Linked DNA regions of Rattus norvegicus: region 2 is linked to region 1. A link is a contact called in public Hi-C data. All regions are on one chromosome and are shown on one strand. The core of a region is the stretch at or near the end of the contact, and the rest is flanking DNA. Distances in the headings are between cores, read along the strand shown.

Region 1 (6,989 bases), core at 3,165-5,664:
AATTTCATTAACTATCATAGAATACCAGTTTACTTGTATAGACTGAATAAATGCAGGAGAAAAAAATTTACGAATTTTTAAGGCTTCTGGAACTCAATGCAAACCTTTTATCATAATTTGTCCTATTTTATACTTCTACCAGCAGAGTCTATTCCCCTCATGTTGACGGTTTAAAGCGCCAGCGTATTACTTGCTTTGGATAATCCTGTTACAACATTCTACTCCTTCCATGCCGGTGCACCCACAGTTCAGTTAGTGTAGTTTCTATGCACACTTTAGTAAGTGGCATGTCGAGTCTGAAGACCCTTCATTTTTGCTTTAAAAATATTCTTGGTGGACAGGTGTGGTGGTGCATGCCTTTAATCCCACCACTTACTTGGGAAGCAGAGGCAGGTGGATCTCTGTTAAGTTCAAGGTGAGCCTAGTCTATGTAGTGAGTTCCAGGACAGGACAGGACAGGATTGTATAGAGACCCTGTCTTAAAATTAAAAACAAAAAAGTTCTTGGTTATTTTCTTGGTTAAGTTCTTGGGTATTCTTCCTGATATATTTTTTGTTTGCTGTTTTTTTATTTTAGTTCTTAGGAACAGGGTCCTCCTACATTGTAGCCTTGGCTGTCCTAGAACTCTCTAGACTAGTCCCAACACAGAGATTCTCCTTCTTCTGCTTCCTAAGTGCTCTAGCTACCATAGCAGGTAGGCCTGTATGTATGTTTTTCTAATGCTAGAGATGTTCCACATGGAGACTGGAGAAACAGCCATTGCTGAAGAGTGGCAGGAACAGCTCAGGGAATTTGTAATTGCCCTCATAGTCCATACTTCTGTATAGCTTGAGTTGTTACTGTTCAGAATGGTATTGCTAGGACAAGTCAGGGATAATTCTCATAGTATATCATCATTGATGAAAAAAATGAATGAATAAATAAAGTAGGAAAAACCATAAAATGTATTGTAAAAGCCAGTGGAAAAGGAAAATATTTAAACTGTTGTGCAGATTACATAAGAAGAGGAAATGGGGTGAGAAATATTTGTATATTGATTTACTTTAAAATAATACAGTCCAGTATTTTTGCTATAATTTGTGATATAATATGTATTTTCGATATCAAGTTTTAAGACTACATTTAGGTAATATGATTAAATTTGAAGCCAAAAAAGCTCTCAATGAAGAGAATGTTAGCATAGGATATTAGCACTGGTTTTACTCTGTAAAACAGCTACCATCCTCAAGCAAATTTGGGACGTGTATTTAAATACTTCTCCAGGCAAGGTGGTACATACCTATAACCCTAGCACTCAGGAGGCTGAGGCAAGGAGACAGAAAATTCAAGGCTAGAATGGACCACAGAGCAAGTTCCAGGACAGGCCCTGTCTCAACACAAAACCCTTTTCCCCCATTGAGTGCAGTGGTATACACTTTAATTCCAGCACTTGGAGGCAGAGGCAGGCCACTTATCTACCCAGGGCATTCCAAGCTAGCTGAGATTACAAAATAAGACCGTCTCAAAACAAAACAACAGCTTCCCATTTCCACAAGGTTTTCAGAAAGTTATCTAACTTTACTTGGTTATCATGACTAACTTACAATAGCCCTTGACCATTCTAGCTCATCTACCTTTAAATGTATTTCCTAGCAAGCAGTGTTTACAGAAAACATCCCCTATTAATACCTTTCAGACAAAAATCTTTTTCCTACCACGTGGTTTTGGGGATCCAACTCAGGTCATACACAGGCTTGGTGGCAAGAACCTTTACCCAGTGACCCATTTCACTAAGCTTTTATATATATCTGTCACCCTATAGGTCTGTTATAATACTTCGTGCTTGACATCTTACTCCATAACCTTAAAAGGACCATATTAAGAAATAACATGTTGGGGGTTGGGGATTTAGCTCAGTGGTAGAGCGCTTGCCTAGGAAGCGCAAGGCCCTGGGTTCGGTCCCCAGCTCCGAAAAAAAAAAAAAAAAAAAAAAAAAAAAAAAAAAAAAGAAATAACATGTTGAACTAAAAATTAACAGTTAAAAATTTATAGGACTGGGCTGGAGAGATGGCTCAGCAGTTAGGAGCACCGACTGCTCTTCCAGAGGTCCTGAGTTCAATTCCCAGCAACCACATGGTGGCTCACAACCATCTGTAATGGGATCTGATGCCCTCTTCTGGTGTGAACAAAGACAGCCGACAGTGTATTCACATAAATAAATCTTTTTTAAAAAAAGTGATAGGATTGTAGCTCATGCCTGTGATGCAGCACTGAAGCCTGAAGCAGGACCACAAAAATGTCAAGGCCAGCATGGGCTACAAACATAATGAGTTCTAACCTAGCCTGAATTCTAAATTCTGAAATGGGAATCTGGTGAACTAAGCAATGGATCAGTTTCATCACTACATTTCTCGTGACCTACTGCTTTGAACCTGTTTCTCTCGACAGTGCAAAGCTACTACAGGCCTCATAATATAGAACCCAAACTCTAGCACTCAACACAACAGTAGTATCATTTTTCTTACCCATCTCTAAACAGTTGATAAAAATTAGCCTTACCAGGAAGAGAAACGATACATTGCCAATCACAAATACTAAGTTCCATCAGGCTAATGCTAAACACCATCAACTGACCTATCAACTTAAACACTGGAGCACTGTTCTTTGGATCCAGAATCTAATTAAAAACAGTACCCTATCCCCTAGGAAATCTGGTATTTTCAGGGGTGCTGTATTTGAGGATTTTGGTAAACTTTTATTAAACTTAAGTTTTTACTCCATACTTTTAAAAGATTTATGTGTTTTATCTGCATGGCCTGAGGAGGTCATCAGATACTCTGAAACTGGAGTCAGGGACCGTTGTAAATCACGTGTACTGAGCAAGGTCCTGGCTAAAGGGACAAGTGCTCTTTAACCCCTGAGCCAACTTCCCAGCCCCTCTTCTCACTTTCTAAAAGCCAAAGCATCTGACATTGTATGTGAAGACAAAACTTAATGGGTAGTACTAATAACTACTCTGGAATTGGCTCAAATATTGTTTTTTAAATGTTTTAACATTAATTTTAATTATGAATATGGGTACATGCATGTCAGTGCAGATGCCCCTGGAACTGGAGTTACAAATTGGCTGAACCAGACATAGGTCCTGGGAAACTGCTCAGGTCCTCTGGAAGAGCAGCATGTACTCTTAACTACTGAGCCGTCTCTCCAGGTCTTAACTAAAATATCTAAATATGATGCTCCAGAACAATCCTTAACACTACCCTTAAAGTAATAAAGTTCAGATTAAAAAAAAAAATCTGGCTGCATTTAGTTGTTAAAAAGTCGGGTTGGGGATTTAGCACAGTGGTAGAGCGCTTGCCTAGCAAGCACAAGGCCCTGGGTTCGGTCCTCAGCTCCGGAAAAAAAAAAAAAAAAAAAGATGTGGGGAAAAGTTGTTAAAAAGTCTAAGTCATTTCAAGTAATAAACCTCTACGTTAAAAAAAAAATCTACAAATGCAGTCGTCATATAATTTACAACCAAAAAAAAAAATGAATGAAAGAAAGAAATCAAGCTGAGCCAGCAAGCATTAAGACACACAGTTTATTGAGTAACTGAACATAGTTTATCCTTACTTTTGCTCCCTGTGTAGAATATTGTTTATAATTCGGACTCGTCCTGCTCAAACACCTTCATCAAACTATTTAGTGGTAGTTGTTAAGACTTCAGCTAATGAGTACCACAGAGTCAGTTTTCCAAAACGCGAAACCCACAAGGAGCTCAGTCTTGAACCAAGTTTTGCCCCAACGACCTTGGTCCTAAAGATTAGCCTCCCTCCCTCCTGCCGGTCCGTCCACGTGCCGCCTGCTGCGGTTACCCAGAACTGCCTGCATGTCAGGCAAAGAGCTAGGGGACCCGGTGCACAAGGGAACCAGGGTTGCTAACAGCACCCAGACTATGCCATCCCTCCCCTAACAGAATCAACTCCCCAGCGTCATGCACACAGTCCCAAGAATGTTCCCTGACCCAAGTCCTGCGGGGTTCATCCCGTGCCTTGCTTGCTCTGCTACCCAGTCTGTCCAGCGCGGTATAAAGCGAAGCTGGGGGCACAGGAAACTCTCCATCTTACACCACTACACCCCAATGCCAGGCTGAGAAACAAGGCGGTCAGGGAAGTACACAGCACTAGAAAGTAAAGAACCAAGAAGGAGGAAAGTAGGATGGAGAAACCTACGCCACGCCACCACCATCTCCACTTCAGGGTTCATCCCAAGGCCCTTCCCGGCCACCAACCCAGCGGACAGCAGGCCTGACCCGGGAGAGCCAGCCGGAGTCCCACTGATCCCGCGGTTCTCCCGGCCCGGCGTCCTCACCATCAGAACTTTGGCCGCGTTCTCCAGCTGAGCGATCACTTCTGGGGGCCCCAGCGCCGCCGCCATCATGGTCTCTCTTCAATGACGCGCCATGCGCTGCATTATGGGAGCAGGCGCCGCAGCCGGCCAATCGCCGCTGCGACCCCGGCGCCTCTCGCGCCTCCGGGGCTGTCGCAGCCGCCGTCGGCGTCGCGCCCTCAGCGGCCTGACGGGACCGCCGAGTCCTGAGCAGCTGAGAGGAGACAAGCGTGATCCCGGTCGCGGCGCTGGAATGAGAGCGGCGGCAGCCGGCACCGGGCGAGGCCGGGCGGTTGGCTCTGTCAGCCGTGGCCGGGCATCCCGCGCGGCTCTGGGCTCTGCGCATGCGTGGTTCCCTGCTGCGTGCGGGCCGCGCGGTCCTGGATCCAAGCCGCGCAGCCCTGTAGCTGCCGGTTACGGTGCGGCTGTCCTGCCGTGCTCTTTTCGCTAGCGTAGGCTGTCCATCGTGGAGCAGGATTTCTTAGCCTTGGAAGCGCTCTCCTAAAGGTGCGCCTACGGCCAGAATCAGCGTTTCGTGCCTCCTGCTCCGTGGTTCCTTCTGCTGTGAGGAAGGGGCATCCGAGGGTGGCTCGCCTGGTTTTCTTGATTGAAATCCTCTCCTTAATCACCTGGCTTCCTGAATCCAGTAAGAGCTCAGCTGTCGACAGCTTTGTGCTTCAGAAGTTATAATAGCAATGCTAAGTACAGAATCTGCGAGAAAAGGTGCGTTGCAGTAACTGCAACGCGCTGTCTTCTCTCCCGTTCTTTAGGGTTTTGTTTTTGTAAGTCTACGTCCAGGGAGGTGAACCTGGCATTTAGCTAGTTCAATGTTCAAAAGAGGTAGTCTAGTTGAAGCATTTTATTGTTTCGACCTGACATCTTCCTTTTCTGAGTTTTGTTGATCGCCTGTTCTGCTTTCTGGGGGTAAATCCACGTTTGTGAGTTCCTTCTGTTGAAGTCTTCCTGGTTTTCCCAGAGATTTGTAAGTCTACCCAGCCCGCTTTTGAGGTTTTGTGTCTCAGAAATAGAATTGCATTAATTTTTAAATGATTTATTTTTAACTTTATGTGCATTGGAGTTTTGTGTGCATGTCTGTGTGAGAGTGTCAGATCCCCGGGAACTGGAGTTATAGACAGTTGAAAGCTGCCTGTGGGTGCTGGGAATTGACCCTGAGTCCCCTGGAGTTGCAGCCAGTGCTTTTAACCAGTAAGCCATCTAGCCCCCAGAATTGCATCACTATTGAAACAGATGTAATTTCTTCTCTTCACCCCACCCACCCTCGGAGCCTTTTAAACAAAAACAAAAACAGGACTTTTCTATTCACGCTGTAGACCAGGCCAGCCTCAAACACAAAGATCCACCTGCCTCTGCCTCCTCTGTGCTGGCATTAAAGGCATGACCAGTTGTATTTTGGTTTTTGTTTGTTTGGTTTGGAGTTTTTTCACATCTGTAGTTTTGAGAGAGTAAATTAGTGATATGTTTTAGTGCTTGAGAAGTAAAGTGCCTTTCATTTCATTGCCAGATGGCAAAGTTGGTTAAAATGCTGTTAATGGTGTTTTTCCTGTTAAGATTTTTGTGAACCTGGGCCAGCCAATTGGCTCAGCAGATAAAGAGCTTGAAGTACTAGGGTGAGGACCTAACTTCAGTCCTAAATGCACAGCAGATAGAGAGAACTGACTGTAAAGCTGCCCTCTGACCTCTGCAACCTTGTCCTCCTCCATACAGCCATAACATACACTGTATTGGTTGGTTTTTATCAACTGGACACACAGGGGAAGGGGTCTTAACTGAAATATTACTTGCATCAAATTAGCCTGTGAGCAAATTTGTGGGGCAGTTTCTTGATTAATGGTTGATGTGCAAAGGCAGGTGCATAAGGGCAAAGCACCAATGCACATTCAAATAAAACAAAACTATCCACTCTGTAAGTAATATTTTTATCTCTTCTCCTACTTTCTAATATTGCATATATGTCTCATGATGTTTTCGCTCTTGTACACTTCTCAGTTAGGTTTTAGGACTGTGTTTATGTTTCTTTAAGGTTGCAGGGAGAAGACAGAAGGAGCCGGGGAATAAGAAGGAGGCAGAAGTTTGGAACAGATTGCCAGAGTTAGTTTGAGGCCAATCAGAGCACTTCAGTCAGGCTAAGAAACCATTTTAATCTGTAAGCTTGAAGAGGAGTTTGGGCCAAAACAGCAGAGTTGAACCAGCCAGCCAGAGTTCAGAAAGAAAGAGCTAGAAAAGATGTTTATTCAGCAGTAAGCCTCCAAGATAACAATTACAGTTGGCCAGTAAAAGTTACATTTAGGGCTGGAGAGATGGCTTAATGGTTAAGAGCACTGTCAGCTCTTAAGAGCACTGACAGCTCTTCCAGCGGTCCTGAGTTCAAATCCCAGCAACCACATGATGGCTCACAACCATCTGTAATGAGATCTGATGCCTCTTCTGGTGTGTCTGAAGACAGCTACAGTGTACTTATATATAATAAATAAATAAATCTTTTCAAAAAAAGTTACATATTCTGCCATTGTGTTACCCAGTTTTTAAGACTGGTCACTGACGTGCTTGAATACTCGAAGAAGATTGAGATTTTACTTATAAACGTTTTGCAGTGCTGGAACACTGTCTTAGTCATAGTC
Region 2 (6,989 bases), core at 2,486-4,985, 140 kb after region 1:
TTCTGGGTGCTGCTTCCTTCTATCCGAGAGTGCAGACCACCCAGCCCTGCTGTGTCTGTCCTTCTGTCTTTTCTACATTCCTTCGCTGCTCCAGCCATGCCCAAGTCTCTGGATCCATTCTGCTTTTATGTCCCATATGTCCATTATGCTATTGTGTTACATAGTTACCTCCACAGGTCCCAGGTACCTCCATAGTTACCCAGGTCCACAGTTTATTTTAGGGTCACTCTTGGTTTTACGTATTCTAATGGCCTGGACAAATGTATGATGACAGGGACCCATCATTTTGGGGTCAGACGGGGCAGTCCCACTGTGCTTAACCTGTGTCCATCAGTCTTAGTTAGGGTTTTACTGCTGTGAACAGACACCGTGACCAAGGCAAGTTTTCTTTTTTAAAAAAAAGTTATTTATTTATTTTCATATGAGTACACTATAGCCATCCACAGACACACCAGAAGAGGGCATCAGATCCCATTACAGATGGTTGTGAGCCACCATGTGGTTGCTGGGAATTGAACTCTGGACCTTTGGAAGAGCAGTCAGTGCTCTTAACCTCTGAGCCATCTCTCTAGCCCAAGGCAAGTGTTATAAGGACAACATTTAATTGGGGCTGGCTTACAGGTTCAGAGGTTCAGTCCATTAACATCAAGGCGGGAACATGGCAGCATCCAGGCAGACCTGGTGCAGGAGGAGCTGAGAGCTCTACATCTTCATCTGAAGGCTGCTAGATGAATACTGACTTCCAGGAAGCTAGGAGGATTGTCTTAAAGCCCATAGTGACACACATCTACTCCAACAAGGCCACACCTTTAAATAGTGCCACCACTCCCTTGACCAAGCTTATACAAACCATCACATTCCACTCCCTGGCCCCCATACATTTGTTCAAACACATGAGTCTATGGGGGCCATACCTAAACATAACATAATAAAAAAGCACATTTAATCCAACTTCCAAAGTCCCCATAGTCTATAGCAGTCTCAATAACGTTAAAGGTCCAAAGTTCAAGGTCTCTTCTGGGATTCATCCAATCACTTAACCGTAATCCCCAAAGCAAGACAGGAAACCAGCTGGGCAAACTCCAAACTCTGCATCTCCATGTCTGATGTCAAAGAAGCCTTCAGGGCTCCAACCCCCTTTTCATCTTTGTTGACTGCAACAAACTTCTTCTCCTGGGCTGGTTCCACTTCCTGTTAGCAACATTTCTCAGGAGATATCCTATGGCTCTGGCATCTCAAAAATCTTGGAGTCTTTAAGGCAGCTTCAATGTTACAGCTTCTTGTTCCAATGCCTGGGATCCACACATGCTCTTCTGAGCTCCTCCAAAGGGCTGGTGTCACATGTCTAGCATGTCCTCTGTAGCACTCTAAGCTCAGGATGATCCATTCTACTGCCACTGCTGTTCTTGGTGGTCATTCCATGGTACTGGCATCTCCAGTACTCTGGGGTCTTCTGCTACAGCTAGGCTTCACCAATAGCCTCTCATGGGCTCTCTTCATGGGACTGAGCCACAAATCCTTTGCCTGATCCCTTCAGTCCTGGGCTGTCAACTACAACTGAGGCTGCACCTTCACCAATGACCTTCCCTGGCCTCTCACAGTGCCAAGCCTCAGCTGCTCTTCATGACCCCTTCATGCCTTCAAAACCAGTATCACCTGGGTAATTCTTACACATTACCAAGTCCAGCTGCAGCACGAGGTACAACCTTGGCTATCTCTGGAACACAGCTTCTTTGTGCTCCCAGAAAACACCTCCCAGAAGATTTCACCTCAGTGATGCTGGTCTCTTCTTAATCACACTAATTTCTTAGCTCCAGCTCACCAGCGTCAGTTGTCCTAGTGGTCCCTTCTATTCTGGACTCTAAAGCCAGGGCCACATGGCCCAAGCTGCTGAGTTCTGCTGCTTCCTGGGGCTGGAACATCCTCCCCCAGGTCCCCTTGTTCTATTATTTCTGTTTTCCAACTCTCTCACTGCCTATGCTTGGCTTTCCTGGAACTAGCTCTGTAGATCGACTGAGAGATCTGGGTGGCTCTGTCTCCTGTGATGCTGGGATTAAATGTATGGTCCACCATATCTGGAGTTAAGCTTTTCTTCACTAGTTTGTCCCAGGCTGGCCTAGAACTCAGAGATGTTTGGCTTTGTCTCCTGGGACTAAAGGTATGTACAACCATGTCTGGTTCTAAACTTAGCTGGGTAGGATCATGCCCCCCAAACCCCCTAATCTGCTATTTCCTAGAATAGGATTCAGCTCTATTTCACTTCCTGGTGCCCCTTTAATACCATATATTTTATATTTTTCCTTTCTAAGCTTGCTATGCTTGCTTAAAACACTCTTCAAGAGACTTAAACAGAGAACAAAGTGTCTGCTGGGCTTTTTTGAGACTTTCTTTGTCAATGCAATTAACACATTTCTCTTTACCTCAGACTCAGGTAAATGCTTCAGACAGGGCAAAAAGCAGCCACATCCTTCACCAAAATACCACAAAAGCAGAGAACTGTTACCTGGTCCTCTGTAAGAATAGCAAGTGAAGACTATTCTCATGACACCTCTGAATATTCTCCTAGCAAAGATTGTCTCTAGAGTCTAAGCAGCAAGAAGGGATTGTAAGGACTATCAAATAACCCTAGAGAATCCGAAGTGTGTGTTCAGCTTGCCTTCTCACCAGAGCACAGAAGTGTCAAGGCCTATAACCACTATCGTCAGTTCTATCTTTTGTCCATACGCTACATCCGACTTGTTTTTAAAGCAATCTGTTAAAAGCAGTCACCAGATCTTTAACAAACTCTATGGATCAGTAGTGAGATTCAGAACATTATGTGCGTATTGTTAGTTTAGATTCTTTTTTAAAGCGACTGCTTTAAAATGGAGCTGTGGGGTTAATGTTTTACTCTCTATAGCATATTGTGAAGGTTTTGTTTTGTTTTGTTTTTTTTCCTATCAGTCTTTCCCACTAGTACTTTTTTAGGTTTTGTTTTTGTCTTGAAACAGGCTCTTTCTACATAGCCCTGACTGTCCTGACACTCTGTAGACCAGGTTGGCCTTGAACTCACAGAGATCCACCTGTCCTGCCTCCAGAATGCTGGGGTTAAAGGAATGTACCACCACGCAACTGGGTTTGCTTCTCTTGTATTTCGCTTTACGTAAAAAGAGCCCAGTTCATCACAGCCCCAAAACAGATGGTTTCACCCCATCACCTACGGAAATGGTATCATTTGGCTGCAGGCCTTGCAGTACCTGTCTACCTTAGCGGTCCATATAAAATCAGTCCAGTCGGTTTGTCATCACTATGACTACCTTGTTCATATTTTTACATGTCGTGTGAATATTCTTAAGCTTTTCGTCTTCGCTACACATTTTCATCATTACGCATGAAAATGTCACGTTACGCTTACTTGGACAGTGAACGTGTAAGAAAACAAGACTTGGGGTTGGGGATTTAGCTCAGTGGTAGAGCGCTTGCCTAGCTAGCGCAAGCGCAAGGCCCTGGGTTCGGTCCCCAGCTCCGAAAAAAAGAAGAAAAAAAAAAAAAAAAACAAAACAAGTTTCCCCCCCCCCCACAGACGCCTGTAGACCATTGCGCATGCGTCCGTCCCGCCCCTCTCCCAGGGCAACACGTACGCGCCGGCGCGCGTGTGGCCACACACATAAGAAAGTGCGCTTGCGCCGAGCGACGCCCCGCCCTGCCACTCGTCCGCTATAAAATCTCGCTCCTTTCCTCGCGAGAGACGACTAGCTCATGCTCGCCGCAGGGGTCGGAGGTCAGGGCGAGCGTCTCCCGGGCCGAAGGAGGAAGATGGCGGTGGAATCGCGCGTTACCCAGGAGGAAATTAAGAAGGAGCCGGAGAAGCCGATCGACCGCGAGAAGGTGCGGGTCGCGGGCGGCTGCGGAGCAGAGGCGGCGGGCCGGCTGGCGGGCGGGCGGGCGCGGCCTGCGGACGGGTGGGCGGGAAGGCCAAATGGCGCGCCAGAGGCTGACTCCCCGCTTCTTTCCAGACCTGCCCGCTGCTGCTGCGGGTCTTCACCACCAACAACGGCCGCCACCACCGAATGGACGAGTTCTCCCGCGGGAACGTGCCTTCGAGCGAGCTGCAGATCTACACCTGGTGAGCCGCGCGGGCCCGGCGCCTTGCGGGCTGCGCCCTCAGGGACTGACAGGGCGGCCTTACTCGCCGTGTAACGCATTTAGGAGTGGGGTGAAACGTTAGGTTACAGTGAACTCACCGGTCTTGCTCTCACCGTGTGGCCTCCTGGTACAGAATGATACGTAGTTTAAAATGCGGCAGAGAAGATGGTAGATGACTGGGAGTCGGCTGTTGAGTATATTATGTTCTCGGAGCGTAGGCAATAGGAAGCCTCAAGTCTGGTAGCACCAAAATATTAAAAAGCACCATCACACCCGAGTCCTTTCTGCTCCGGCCCTCGGTGTAAACGCGTTTGGTGTGTGCTCAGTGAAAACGGCTGTCCAAGTGTTTTATCTCCGAGTACCTGCCTTGCTGCCCACTCAGCTAGGACCGTTACCCGCTTGTCCTTCGTATTGTGTCCGGTTGACACTGATGGCTTTGGGAAAGCAGCAAAGGCTAACTTTAATATATTTTTGTTGTTGTTGTTGTTGCGGTGGTAAGATATACAACACATAATTGGCCACTTAAAACTTTTGAAGGTTTTCTTTTTTCTTTTTTTTTCTCGGAGCTGGGGACCGAACCCAGGGCCTTGCGCTTGCTAGGCAAGTGCTCTACCACTGAGCTAAATCCCCAACCTCGAAGGTCTTCTTCTTAAACCTTTTCACACACTTCACAACCAGGAACTCTGCACCTTTTAAGCAAACGGTAATTTCCTATTGCAAGCGGACCTCTTGAGTTTGAGGCCAGTCAGACTCGAAGAGTCCTTGTCTCAGAAAACAGACAAACAACCCCACCCCAGCCCCAAAACACGAGCTAGTGGTTGAATTTATAAGGGAGAACTTTTAACAGCCTGATGTAAGCCACTTTCTCAATACTACAATTCTCTGTATCTCAACAAATAAGTTTTGCAGCTTGCCAGGACTTTCCTTACATCTCGATGATATCAAGAACTGCTTTTCTATAAGGTGAGCTCAGCTTTCCAGAGAGGGTTATCTGTTTGGAGAGATTGTTCCAGAGCCACATGGATGTCAAAATCTTGGAACGGTAAAGTTTTTTACTTTAAAGACTGTTGTAGTGTTTATTGTCCACACCCTACAGCATCTGCTCTTGGGACTCTCCCTGTGAGAGCCAGCCCTCTGCCAGGGCAACCCAGTCTAGAAAAGCTTCTTTACTTTAAAAGTTGCCTCAAAAGAAACTCAGAATTATATCACTCCAGAGTTTATGCCAGCATTGACATTCACTAGGGGCAAAATGCAAAACGTGAGAGTTAATTGTGGAATAGAATAGGAATTCTGGCTAAGTAAAATTTAGCTGCATAATTACATAAGAAAGTAACTGTCAAAAAAAAAAAAAAAAAAAGAAAGTAACTGTCTTTTTCTCTGAAGTTTTACAACTTATTTGGTTCCACAATGAACTACATACAGTTCTGAAAAAATAAGATTTTACTTGAACTATGCATACTGTGAACTATATATTTTTGTGTCAGTTTTGGTATTATATCTTTCAAATTTTAACTTATTTTTATGTCTATGGACATGGGTGTTTTACTTTCATACATATGTGTGTGCACATATAAACGCCTGGTGTCTACTGAGGTCAGAAGTGGGTGTCAGATCTCTGGAGCTGGAGTTACAAATGGTCGTGAGCTTCGATGTTGGTGCTTGGAGTTGAACTCAGTGCTCCTGTGTCTGAGAGATTGCGTTTTGTCACAGGGATAGTGAGAAATACCTATCTGAAAGGTCCTCCTGGGTATTTTCACTCGTGTGCTGAGTAGGCTGGCGTGGAGATACGCTGTTCACAGCAAACATGCAGTGGGCTCTGCGGTTCTCTCCTTGGTTCAGTCCCATCAGTGTTCTCATTCTGAAGTGTCTTTCTAGGTTCTACTGTTTTTCCCAGCGCTTGGCACAGAACTGTTTCAGGTTTATACTTTGCATTCCACTTACCTCCTGTTGTTGGCAACACCAGTGTAACCGTGAACTAGGCTAAAGGTTTACATTTTCAGTTACTTTGCTCTAGATTGTGCTGTATAAGCACGAGGGCCTATATTTAGTTTTGAGTTCATATGTGTATTTTTAAGTTAATAATGACTTAAGTTGTAAAAGCAGCCTGAAGTTTGTCTTAAAATTTCATGTCCTTGGCTTTAGGATTCAGTCATTTAAAAAAAAAAAAAACTTTTTTTTTTTTTTTGTAAAACATTTTGTTGTTTCTATTGTTATTTTGTGTTGTATGTGAATTGTGTAAGTGCCATACCCCTTAGTCAGAGGACATCTTTTGGAATATTTCTCTCCACGTTTACTTGAGAGTTTTGGGGATTGAACTCAGGACAGTCGGCGACTACCTGCTGAGCCATCTCACTGGCACATTTGTTTTGGGTGTATATGTGGCCTATGGGAGTGGAGGTCAGAGGACAGTTTGGGAGGCAGTTGTCAGGCTGTCAGCAAGCACTTCCGCCCATAAGCAGCCGACTTGCCTTGCCTCCATCATTAAGATTCTGAGAGAAGACATTACATATCCTTATGAAGATGCTGTCCCAGCACATTGGTCCTAGGATGCATTCCACTTTTAGATGCCGAAATGTATGGCAGAGCGTGTACCTTAGAAGATAGTTTATTTTGTGTAGTTGAATAATTTGGACTGAGCCAGATGATGTTATGTAGTCTCGGAACAAGGCATGTGGGGCTCTCCTTAAGCCCTTGTAGCAGGATTCTGTAATTTATTAATGTTTTTCCACACTGCGGACAGCAGGGGAAATATTCAAAGCAATTTTTCTTTGTTGTTATTAGGGGTGTGTATGTGTGTATTTGCGCACATGCCATGAGATGCTTGAGGAAGGTCAGAAGACAACTGTGGAAGTTGGTTCTCTCCT

What was found. Hi-C and Micro-C count contacts between places; a contact is called where the count stands out from the background.
Region 2: a contact with region 1 is called in a Hi-C map of kidney, with 2.6 times the contacts expected there. The contact joins the promoter of Sap18 here to the promoter of Xpo4 in region 1. A contact is called at or near these places in 4 of 12 Hi-C or Micro-C datasets (the A7r5 cell line, Schwann cells, kidney and 1 more).

The regions. Positions count from the first base shown.
Region 1 is chr15:35,918,848-35,925,836 of GRCr8, forward strand. Xpo4 (exportin 4) reads right to left here and starts at 4,415. Exons shown (of 23, transcript NM_001395629.1): 1 at 4,333-4,415. The coding sequence starts at 4,401.
Region 2 is chr15:36,055,049-36,062,037 of GRCr8, forward strand. Sap18 (Sin3A associated protein 18) reads left to right here and starts at 3,736. Exons shown (of 4, transcript NM_001033685.2): 1 at 3,736-3,867; 2 at 3,996-4,105. The coding sequence starts at 3,739.